2 separate regions of the Callithrix jacchus genome follow, and region 2 is linked to region 1. A link is a contact called in public Hi-C data. All regions are on one chromosome and are shown on one strand. The core of a region is the stretch at or near the end of the contact, and the rest is flanking DNA. Distances in the headings are between cores, read along the strand shown. Region 1 has its middle 12 kb from the start of WDR17. Region 2 has its middle 430 kb from the start of GPM6A.

Region 1 (5,714 bases), core at 2,969-5,468:
ACTGATTATTCTGGGAGAACATGGATATCTTCCTATACCTGTTTCTTGAGATGGTTTGGGGAATAATCAATGCAGGAAATAAATTTTATTTTATTTAGTTTAATCCAGAAAAATAGTTGGTGACTAATGAGACAGTCACTCTTGACAATGCCTGTAGTTATTGCATGAAAAAATACAAATCTGTTAAGCAATCATGTTGAAGCACATCAAAAAAAACAGAAACATTTGCTACTAATCCCTTCTTAAAGGCTCTACCTAATCTCCTTTTGATTTTGCCCCTATTTTGCCAGTTAACAAAGGGAATAGAAAATCTTTCTGTTGCATCTCCTTATATTCTATAACTTAGATCAAACTTCCCTACAAAAAAGTAATGAGTTTTGAATATTACTACTCAGGCCAAAACAATCCTATCAATCTCTTTGTTCTTTCAAACATGAGACTAGACTGTGTGATATGAGAACTTTTCTGAAGTTGGATGGAAAGTCAAATGGCAGTAGTCATCATCTCCAATACCCTGCAAAGCCAAAGGCATGTCAGTGTTCATGCTGCAAAAGGAGAGTCATAAAATTACAGAGGATGAGGACGATGGTCTAACCGAGCAAAGAAAACTACATAAATACCAGCACAACCATCAGGTTGTTGGTGATGAAATCAGGTAAAGAGAAGACTGCTTTTCTGTTCCTGAGCTTTTACTTTTGTGTTGACTTTTCTACTCAACAATATACTGGTCCTCAGTACAGCTTGCCTGAAACTCTGCACACTCGGCATGAAGAAATGGCTTTCCTGAGAGGTTCCAAGAGGGGACAGGTTTACCTACAGTCTTGCATAGTCTTGTTGGAACTATTAGATACACTATTCTCAGCTACTGCTTGCCTTTTATTATTTTCCTTTTCTCATTCTCTGGCTTCAGCCTCCCATAATGTTGTTTGCTGCTGAAGCCACCAGCAGTGTTACAGTAAGATACCTCACTGATGTTGCTCTCCTTAGTGGCACCTAAAGCCGAAGCTACATCATGCCAATGCCAGGCTGAGGTTAATTGGCCTCTTTGTGAGAAAGCAATGATGCTGAGCTAAAGGATGTTAACGCTACAGGTGTTTTAACATCTTCCATATGGATTGCTGCCTGTGTTCTCACCTGAAATGAGAATATTGCTTTGCTGTATGTAGTATACAGATTGCAAAAAAGGCAGGGTCCACAAGTCTTACAGGGCTATTGATTAGCCATATCATAGACTTTACTTGTTTTTCTCTCTTCCTTGAATTCTATTTCTGTGAGTGCAACAGACACTCAAATGACTTCCATATCCAGTAATTATAGTCATTTCTCCTGACTAGCAAAGGACGTTACGATTAGGCCAAGGCTGTGAGCTTGAACTTTCCTTCCTCAGAATGTTTCTCAAGAAGTTCTTCCTGCGGTGGGCCAGTTTTCTGAAAGTCCATTTATTTCTGAATCCAAGTATAAGTAAGCTGTAATGTACCACTTTGTCGATGAGAAGACATCATTTAGAAAGCTGGTTAACTTATCCAAGATCACAGAGACATATGGAGGTAAAACCATAGAGCCATAAAACTTCCCCTTCTCACTTCTGCTTCGGTATCCACAGGATGTTCACGTAGCTAACAGAAGAACCTTGAGAAATACATCAGAAGTTCTAAGCAGTAGGCTTGCTTCATTTTACTGTGAAAAGACATTGGTCATAGTCACGTGGCAAGTGGCAAGGAAAAGATGTTCAAAGCCAGTGACTTGAGGAAATGATCGCTCCTGACAATAGCTGGAATATTTGCATGGCAACGGTGCTATGACACCAATCCATTCCATGAAAGCATCACATAAAAACAGAAACACAGGTCTAGTTTGTAGGAGTGAGAAGGGTAGGGGTGGGAGGAATAAAAGAAAAGAGCCAATAGTGCTTTACAAAACATACAATGTAAAGTACTAACTCTGTTGGGATTGTGAGAGAACAGGCCTCCCAGTTTGGAAAAATGTTCCTTTTTTCTTAACAGTTTAGATCAGGGTTCACAAATCTAAATACCTACGGTTGTCAAGCAGCTACTGTCAACAAGGGTCCTAGAGTGTAAAGGGAAAGAGAGTCCAGGCGAGGTGGCTCACGCTTGGAATCCCAGCACATTGCAAGGCCAAGGTGGGCGGATTGCCTGAGCTCAGGAGTTTGAGACCACCCAGGACAACATACTGAAATCCTGTCTCTACTAAAAATACAAAAATAAAAATAAAATTTAACCAGGTGTGGTGGTGCACGCCTGTGCCAGCTACTTGGGAGGCTGAGGCAGGAGAGTCACTTGAGCCCCAGAGGTGAAGGCTTCAGTGAGCCAAGATCGTGCCACTGTACCCCAGCTTGGGCCACAGAGTGAGACTCCACCTCAAAAAAAAAAAAAAAGGGAGAGAGAGAGAGAGACAGTGACTGTCAAAGAGTATCATCTGCCTCATCTAGAGGGTCAATGACTACTTGCCTTTAGCTGATTACTTGCATTGGAATAAGATCCCATATATCTAGGGCTTCTGGTTAGTATGAAAAAACTGGAATAACGAAGTTTTACGGTGAAATCTCCTGATTTTTAGGTGTTGGCTCCTTGTGAAACAAATTGTGTAGGCTTTAGGCAAAACGTAACAGAAATGTTGCTCAGAAATGGCCTGACCAGTTTGCAAGCTCTGTTCACATTCTGCTGACTCTGCTAATTGTCCTCCTTTGTTAGAGGTATGCATGTATCTTCCAAATATGCATATGTATGTTGTAAGTCCATGTTTAATTTCTCAGTTATCCATTTGACAATGTGAGGAAAAGAGCATGCCCGAAAGTGGCAGTGCTGGAAAACCTTGCCGAGAACAGACCGGATTGCTTCTTTCTAGCTGACATCATTATGGAAGACTTGGAATGCCAGAAGTCCACAGAACACACTGACTATCCCACTGCAGCCTCTCCTTTCCCTCTCTTTTCCCACCTCTGCACCTGCACCTCAAAGAGGTGGTGTTTTAGAATGGTATTTCTAACTTAAGACAACGTTCCACTAGCAAGAGGCGGATGGATGAAAATAACCTTTGCGGGTAAGGGGTAGACTCCCTGGATAGTGGGTGCAGGGTCTAATGGCAGAATTTGGAAGGGGGCAATTTTATGAAGTATCTATTACTAAGGAAACCGTTTCGAAGTTAGGTACCCATCAAGCAAGTCCCTGACCTTCTAAAACTTTTAAGTCTGGGGATGCTTTGCCTTGGGATGAAAACTAAAGGCATAGTTAATATGCAGCTTTGTAGAGAGCCAGAGTAGCCCACCTGTCTGGAGGAATCAGCAGCAGGCCTGCTGTGGGCTTTGGGTGTATACCAGAGAAGCAAAACCATAATAGGGGAATGTGTATGTCTCAGAGAAAGGCAGAGAGGCCTATAAAAAGATAACCAGATCTCACTGACCTTGCTGCAAGATAGTTGTTAGCTGAAGTATGTTAACTGAAGTATGATTTATAACCACAGGCTGTTCTAAGTAACGGCACCCTCCCTCTGCTATGTGCTTTGTGAACATATAAAATAAAGTACTCAGAGGCAGGTCGGGGCTGAAGAGACTGACATCATCAGCTTTTTGGACCACCTGGTCTAGATCACTGTGTTAGTCTGTGTGTCTTTGTTTATCCCCTGCCATTCCCTCTTAGATCTTCAAACACTTGTGCAGTGCGGAACGCAGCATGAGCCAGACAGTGTGAAGCTGCTTCCCTCCTACCTTACAGACCCTTTGTTTCACCAACACTTCAGAAAGTTTGATGTTCCCTTCAGCACTGAGTGGTGCAGGTGTAAAGTATAAAGGGTCGAAAAAGCTGTGACTGCTCTGTATTCACTCTCCCGCTACTGATTTCAGACAAGAAGCAACATTCCACCAGGGAAACCATGCCCATACATTCCACACAGGGGCCTCAGTAGAGTGACAAGTAGTGGCAGGAGACCTTCTAGGGAGACAGTCCAGCAGAGACATAAGCCAACCCACTGGTTTACAGATAGGTGCAGTACCAGGCAAGGTGACCTCTAAAAGAGAGGAAGACCAATGCTTGTGTCTAAATAGCGAGGTGGAATCATAGCTGTCATAATCACTACAGCACTTCAGATTTGGACAAGCAGCAGGTTGCAACCGTGGGTCCGAACGGAACTCTATGAATGAGCAAATAGGATCAAATCAAGGGGCTAGGAATCAAGCCTGGCCCGACAGAACTTGCATTTCCTTCACAGCCACCAGCAGAAATCAACTTCTCCATTTTACTCTAAGGATGCAATAGTGTCACCTAGTGGCAGCTGAAATTTGTCTGCTACTTAAAAATCATTAGGAAAGGATTGTAATGCTAAGAAGTCTATACACTATTTCAGATAATAGCAGAAACCTTATTTTTAAACTTCTATTCTATTTTTATACCTTAATGAGGCAAGGAATCATCCCAATATTTTATATGGAGGTTATTATTTTTCCCATTATGTAGAGAAGAGTCATGTATACTCCTCTCTGCTTTCTGCCTCTCTCTCCCAACAACAACAACAATAACAACAACAGCAACAACAAAATCTCAGGTAGGTACCACTATAAATTTGACTATAGAGATTTTAGGGCAGGGCGCAATACCTCATGGCTATAATCCCAGCTCAGAAGGCTGAGGTGGGAGAATCACTAGCAGCCAGGAGTTCCAGACCAGCCTGGGCAGCATAGCAAGATCCTGTCTCTACCAAAAGAAAAATTAAAAAGCCAGATGCGGTGTTGTGCACCTGTAGTCCTAGCTACTTGGGAGGCTGAGGCAGGAGGATCCTTTGAGCCCAGGAGTTCAAAGCTACAGTGAGCTATGATTGTATCATTGCACTCCAGCCTGGGTGGCAGAGCAAGAACCTGTCTCTAAAATTCTCTCTCTCTCTCTCTTTTTTTTTTTTTATGAGGTGGCATCTCACTCTGTCCCCCAGGCTGGAGTGCAATGGTGCAATCTCAGCTCACTGCAACCTCCACCTCCCGGGTTCGAGAAATTCTCCTGCCTCAGCCTCCAGTGTGACTGGGACTACAGGCACCCACCACCATTCCTGGCTAATTTTTTTTGTATTTTTAGTAGAGATGGGTTTTGATCATGTTGGCCAGGCTGATTTCAAACTCTCGACCTCATGATCCACCTGCCTCAGCCTCCCAAAGTGCTGAGATTATAGGTGCGAGCCACTGTGCCGGCCTAAAATCCTCTTTTAATGCCTTGATAATTATGAGACTATGAGGCGACAGTAGTTTATAATCATCCAATGTGCTGTTTTAAGCCATGCCTGGAAAGCTGTTTTAGTCTCCTTATACCTTAAGATTATCTTTTTATTTACCCACATGTAGTAAACCTATATGTGATGTTAGTTAAAAATCAATCAAGTCAATTAAATTTAAAGTCTACATATTTGCCAACTCAATGAGTATTCTCTGTGTTCAGACCTAGCTCCCCAAACATTGCCAACATAATGTACTGAAAAGACATGGAATTCTGTACACTGATTACAGTGCACCCTTCTTCTGTCTGATTCTAGCCCTGCACATGATCTTTAGCTGTTTTGCCTTTTGAACATTGTAGATCTGATAGATATATAGAACTTTTTCTGTATGGTAAAGATCTAACCCGACTTATCCCCTTCTCCTCCCAAAACAGTTTTTCCCTTCATTTGAAATTCATTTAAATATTCATTTACATGACGTACACATTTGTGAGCTTTTC
Region 2 (5,776 bases), core at 1,882-4,381, 490 kb before region 1:
GATCACGAATAAGGGCACCAATCTGATTACCTTGCATTTCCTGCCACAAAACTATTGCCTGCGACGTTTTATGGAAAAATGAATGCAAATTCCACAAGGAAGGAAGTTCATACTTAGAAAGCTCTTTTTAAACTCATTAAATCGATGGCTTTTGGAGAGGGATCAAGGAGAGAAGCCATAACTGGGAAAAAGTCAAGAAAGTATTCAATGTAATCTACTTTCCATAATAAGGCCTTTTAAACTATGTATATTCATCAATGAAGTAAAATTAGATAAGCGTTGAGGAAATATACTAGCAATAACTATTGTCCTAAAATTATAAGGCATAGAAAATGAAGAAAGTGAGAGAGAGAGAGAGAGAATGATAGAAAGAGGAAGAGGAAGAGGAAAATAAAGTTAAAATGCATTTGACAGAATAGCTACATATATATTTTAATACAAACTATGTAATGTAATAGAACATGCCAAATATACAAAGCAAAAAAGAAATGAGAATTCTTAGGGCATCATACTTTTGCATAAATAACTTTAACTCTTATGGTAAAGCAGGGCAGAGACAGGAAATACAGGGAGAAGCACTTTAAAATGTCCGAAGAATATGATGCATAAGAGGCTTATGTCAGATTATGAAAGGTCCAAAGTCCAAGAGATGGCAAGGCCATTTATGAAGACCTTATTCTGCAAATAAATAGCAAAAGGAAAAGGAAAGTAAAAGAAAGCAAAGAAATCAGGAGATAAAGAAAATAAAGGAGAAAGACAGGAGGGAGAGAGGAAAAAAGAACAGAAAAGAAACAAAGAAATAAAGGGTGAGAAAGAGAAAGAAGAAGAAAGGAAAGAAAGAAAAGGAAGGAAGGAAGGAGAAAGAAAGAGAGAGAGGAAAGAAAGAAAGAAAGAGAAAAAGAGAGAGGGAGAGGGAGGAAGTAAGGGAAGAAAGAAAGAGAAGAAAACGTAAGAGAGAGCTTTTTCAGTTTTATGCAAAATGTGGAGTGTAGCTGATCACAACATGTCCAGTTTGCCAGTTTTTTCATTCTAAGTGTCAACAGTTTTACGTACAAAGAACCATAATAGAACATATAAATAAAATATATCCGTCTGTGCATATCTGCCGTATATGAAAAGTATGCCGTTATTAAAAGTCCTTCATTAAAATGAATTTTGAGAACCACTAGATGTCAGCCTCTGATAATTCTATGAAAAAGACACATGCTTTTTTATTTCTGCGACAGACTTTCTGTTCAGCCATTTTCTTCATCTAAATGAAAGTGAACCAGAAATTCTATGCTGTTTAAAATAATCATATCGCTTGTAAGAAGATGAACAATTAATTTGATGTTACTATTTTTACAATTATGCTATGTTAAGCAGAGATATGAATAAAAATATCAGCCTCTGTGTGTTTGTGTATATATATGTATATACATGCATATATGCATATGTGCATGTACATGTATACCCATGTGTGTAATGTGCATTGCCACTATACAAGAAGAAAATGCTCAGAATATTTTTACCTCCTTAAGCCCTCAGCAATTGTTTCCTTCCTTCCTTCAAGAGAGCATTTCATCTGCCACATCACAGAATACAATGAAGACAATAAAGTTTTTTTCTTGTTTTTACTCTATTGCAAATTTTATCCTTTCTATCTTTTCTGTGGATATTTTTGGATGCAATATCTCCATACCTCTGCAGATCTATTTCCTTGAGGGATGGTGTCTTGTCCATCATATGTGCTTGGTCAAGTCAGTGAATTTGTGAATGAATGAACCTCTGAGTTAATTAACTTGTCATAGGAAAATAATTTTTAAAGCAAGTCGTATCTCTTGAGCCAGACCATAAGTTTTGAAGAAGTTATTCTGGAGAATGCATATCATTAAATTTCCTTAGAGTACAGATATTAAGTCTCTTCAAATAGTAACTAGGAAATTGCAGTTTGCCTTCCTCCTAATAGCACTTTTTCTCAACACCTATTCTGTAGAGGAGGATAGCCAAAGAGAGAGAGAGTCTGTTTTCATTCGAACTGTGATGGTGGATACAATCAAGTGAGATTTACCAAAGCCCTTTGCCTGCAGTTGACAAGGGAATATTCTGCAAAGTCTATGTGTGTGTAGGGGGCACAGATGGTGGACCTGGGGAACATTAACACAAAGATCCTAAAGACTGGTTCTGCAATGGTTTTCTGTTGTGAACTGACCACAGTTTGGCTGCATTTATCCTTCAAGTCTTAGATGTGAGATCCTTCTTTCAATCCCAATTCTAAAACAAGTTCTCTCCTTTTCTCTGGGAAATTGTAGCTACAGACTGAGACTGTAAAATTCATTCACTTAACAAAAATCTATTCATCCCAGCTCTCTGTGAGGCACTGTCTTAGGTTCTGTGGGGGGATACAAAGATATATTCAAAATAGTCCCTATTCCAAGAATTTAAAATGAATCATCTAAAAAAATTACAATCTTTTGTAGTCTCAATATTCTGTGGGTGATTAGTACTTCAAACCCATATTGCACAATTAGTCAGAGGATGTTGAATCATCTTACCAAAAAATTATCATTGATACATTGAACTTACGGAGAAATCAAATCTTACCAGTTGATATTTTTTCTTTTTTTAGATGAAGTAACTGAAATGCTTAGAAGAAATTGTTTGCTTCAGACTGTGGACTGAGCTGAGATTATATAACCATCTTCGTTAGCATGTGAAGATGGTTATATAATGCTTGTAAAATCTTGATTGAAAACAATTTTTGAAGCCATAGGTACAACAGCAAATGTGAATTCATTAGTATGCCTTCATTCAGCAACACTGTTAATACGGCAATGCTGTATGATGGCTCCTGGACACCAAATATTTAGTGGGAGAGACTTTATTTCAGCTATCTCAGAAGAATATGTCAGATGCATTTCTCCTTTTTAATTCAAATCCATTAAATTGGAGTGTTTTCCCATTCTTTATCTATTTCCTCTCAGTCTATTCAGTCTTTAGTAAATATGCTAAAAGGATGATGAGCAGGAGATCAGGTGTGTCCATGTGCACCTGGAAACATTTTCTCTCTCTTGCTGGTGAAGGGAATGCTGGCAGAAGCGGACCTGTCACTCAGGCAGAGGGAACAGATGGAGTGAGAAAATTTCTACATACAGACAGCCCCAAGGAGCTGTGTGGAGAATGTACTCAACAGGCTTATCATTTTCAATCTGACTTCACACTGTATTTATGATTCTGTGAAAATGTCTGGTTTCTTTAACTGAACGCTGAGTTGAATTGCCTCGAAAACTTTATCTTAATCAAACAATAGCTCTATATGTAGCAAAAAAAAAAAAAAATCACAGACTTTCAAGGCTTGTGCATGAAAGACTGAGAGCAGAATTTTGTAGCTTAAATTTTACTTTTTAAGTGTGTCTACTTTTGAACACGGTATTGAGAAGATGTTGGATATGGGTGATTACTGGTAACATAACGAAAAGTGTATTATATACATTTGCATATATGTACCTATTATTTAATAAAATAAAGATGAAATGCAGATAAAAAAGTAAGCAGAATTACACTTTAGAAAAATAACTAGCTAAAAATTCAAGGACAAGTAACTAACCAATCATTACTGAGGTGGAATAAATTATATTGAACAGGGATTGATTTGAAGACAGTAAAGCCTGAGACACTATTCATTTTATCTGTGCTCTTCAAAAATTCTCAGACAATTGGAAGAAATGTGTTTATGGAAGGAAATAAATTACTTGTCTTTGATGGAAAAAAAGCTTTGAGATGTATAGATAGTAAGATTTCTCACAGTGGCTTACCCTTTTACAATAATGGTATTTCAAAAGACCAGTTTTACTATCTCATTGACCTTTAATTTCATGGCCTGACAGGGTCCACAAGGACCCCGGGACTAACAATTCAGGGGACTAAGTCAATCAATTTACCAAATGTAATGAGTGATTACCGTGTTATCTAAATGAGCTTTCCCAGAGAGTAAAACAAACAAATAAATAAGTCAAAAAGTTATTTCCAAAGCCACTATATTGCATCTTTATCATTTACACTAAATGATCATTGTTTTCTGAATTATAGGAAATGAGATATAGAAATCACATGACTTATTTGGTGCTATTCTCTTCCTCTACCCTTTTTGCCAGGTAATTGTCCAAGCTGCGCTGTAACAGTAAAGAGAGAGTGAAGGAATAGTATACTGCAGTGGGTTAAATACTGGCCCCTGTAATGGACTGAATCGTGTCACCATAAAATTCATATGTTGTAGCCCTAACCTCCCAAGGGACTGTATTGGAGATGTGGCCTTTAAGAACGTGATTAAGGTTAAATGAAATCAAAAGAGTGTAGCCCTCATAGATCCTATGGAATTAATATCCTTGTAAGAAGAGGATGAGACACCAGAGTGCTCTCCCTGCCACATGAGAATGCAGCAAGAAGATAGTCATTTGCATAGGCAGGAAGACTACCTTTACCATAACACAGACATGCTGGCATCCTGATCTCAACTTCCAGTCTCTACAACTATGAGAAAATAAATATCTGTGGTTTGTTAACCACCCATTCCATGCTATTTTGTTACGGCAGCCAGAGAAGACTAATACCCTTCCCAAAATACATGTCTGCCCAGAAGCTGTGAATGTGATCTCATTTAAAAATACGATCTTGGCAGATGTAACAGTTAAGGATCTCAAGAGGATATTATCCTGGATAACAGGGGACCATAATCAAATGGCAAATGTCCTTCAAGATAATAGAAGGCAAGAAGACACACAGAGGAGGAGGTAATATGAAGACGGAGACAGAAGTTGGGGTGATACATCTATAAGCCAGGGAACACTAAGGATGGCTGGCCTCAGTAGCTAGAAGAAGGCATTAAATGAACTCTCTTTCAGAGTCTCCAAAGTAAACTAACCCAGTTGGTACCTTGCCTTGAAACTTCTTATTCTCAGAACTATGAAAGCATAGTTTTAAATTGTGTTAAGCTACCAAATTTGGGCAACTTGTTACATTAGTGTTAAAAAAACTAATACGAGTGCTCATTTATAACCAATCCATCAGCTAGGTGTTAGTGAACACATTTCCTCACCAAAAGTTTGTTTGTGTATAATACCAAGAGGCAATGAAGAAAGGTTCCAGGGGTGTGTGTGTGTGTGTGTGTGTGTGTGTGTGTGTGTTTAATAGTTAATTACCATCCTCACATATCTGCCTCCAACAAATACTGATCTACCTCTGTCACTACAGTTGGCTTTTGCTGGAATTTCGTATAAATGAAAACATACATATAGTGTGTCATCTTTTATGACTAGTTTCTTTCATTTATACAATGCTTTTGAGATTTGTCCATGTTTTTGCACATATTAGAAGCTCGTTCTTTATATTGTTATGTAGTGTTTCATTAAATTAGGTACCCAAATTGATTTCTCTATTAACCAATAAATGGGCATTTTTGTTGTTTCTGGTTTTTGGCCATAATGCATAAGTCACTATAAATATTCAGGTTTATTGATTTGTGAATAGACATGCTTTCATGGTTCTTGGTATTTACTCAAGAATTGGTGGGTCATAAGGTAGCTCTATGGTTACTTTTTTGAGGAACTGACAGTCCTCTTTCCAAAGTTCTGCCCTATTTTACATCCCTGTCACTAATGTGCTAGGGTTCCAATTTCTCACATCCTTGTCAACACTTATTATTATACGTATTCCTGACTAAAACTATCCTGGTGTATGAGAATTGCCATCTCACTGCTGTTTCAATTTGCAATTCCCTAATGACTAATAATGTGGAGCA

The links. Hi-C and Micro-C count contacts between places; a contact is called where the count stands out from the background.
Region 2: a Hi-C map of induced pluripotent stem cells shows a contact between it and region 1, with 4 times the contacts expected there. The contact joins two enhancer-like sites. A contact is called at or near these places in 2 of 3 Hi-C or Micro-C datasets (induced pluripotent stem cells and skeletal muscle).

Annotation. Positions count from the first base shown.
Region 1 is chr3:15,259,340-15,265,053 of calJac240_pri, reverse strand. No RefSeq gene overlaps it. Among named protein-coding and RNA genes, the nearest start is that of WDR17, 12 kb to the right of the region's middle. Within about 2 kb of position 4,218, at least 2 of the 16 cell types and tissues checked have an H3K27ac peak or open chromatin away from gene starts, as enhancers often do.
Region 2 is chr3:15,750,881-15,756,656 of calJac240_pri, reverse strand. No RefSeq gene overlaps it. Among named protein-coding and RNA genes, the nearest start is that of GPM6A, 430 kb to the right of the region's middle. Within about 2 kb of position 3,131, at least 4 of the 16 cell types and tissues checked have an H3K27ac peak or open chromatin away from gene starts, as enhancers often do.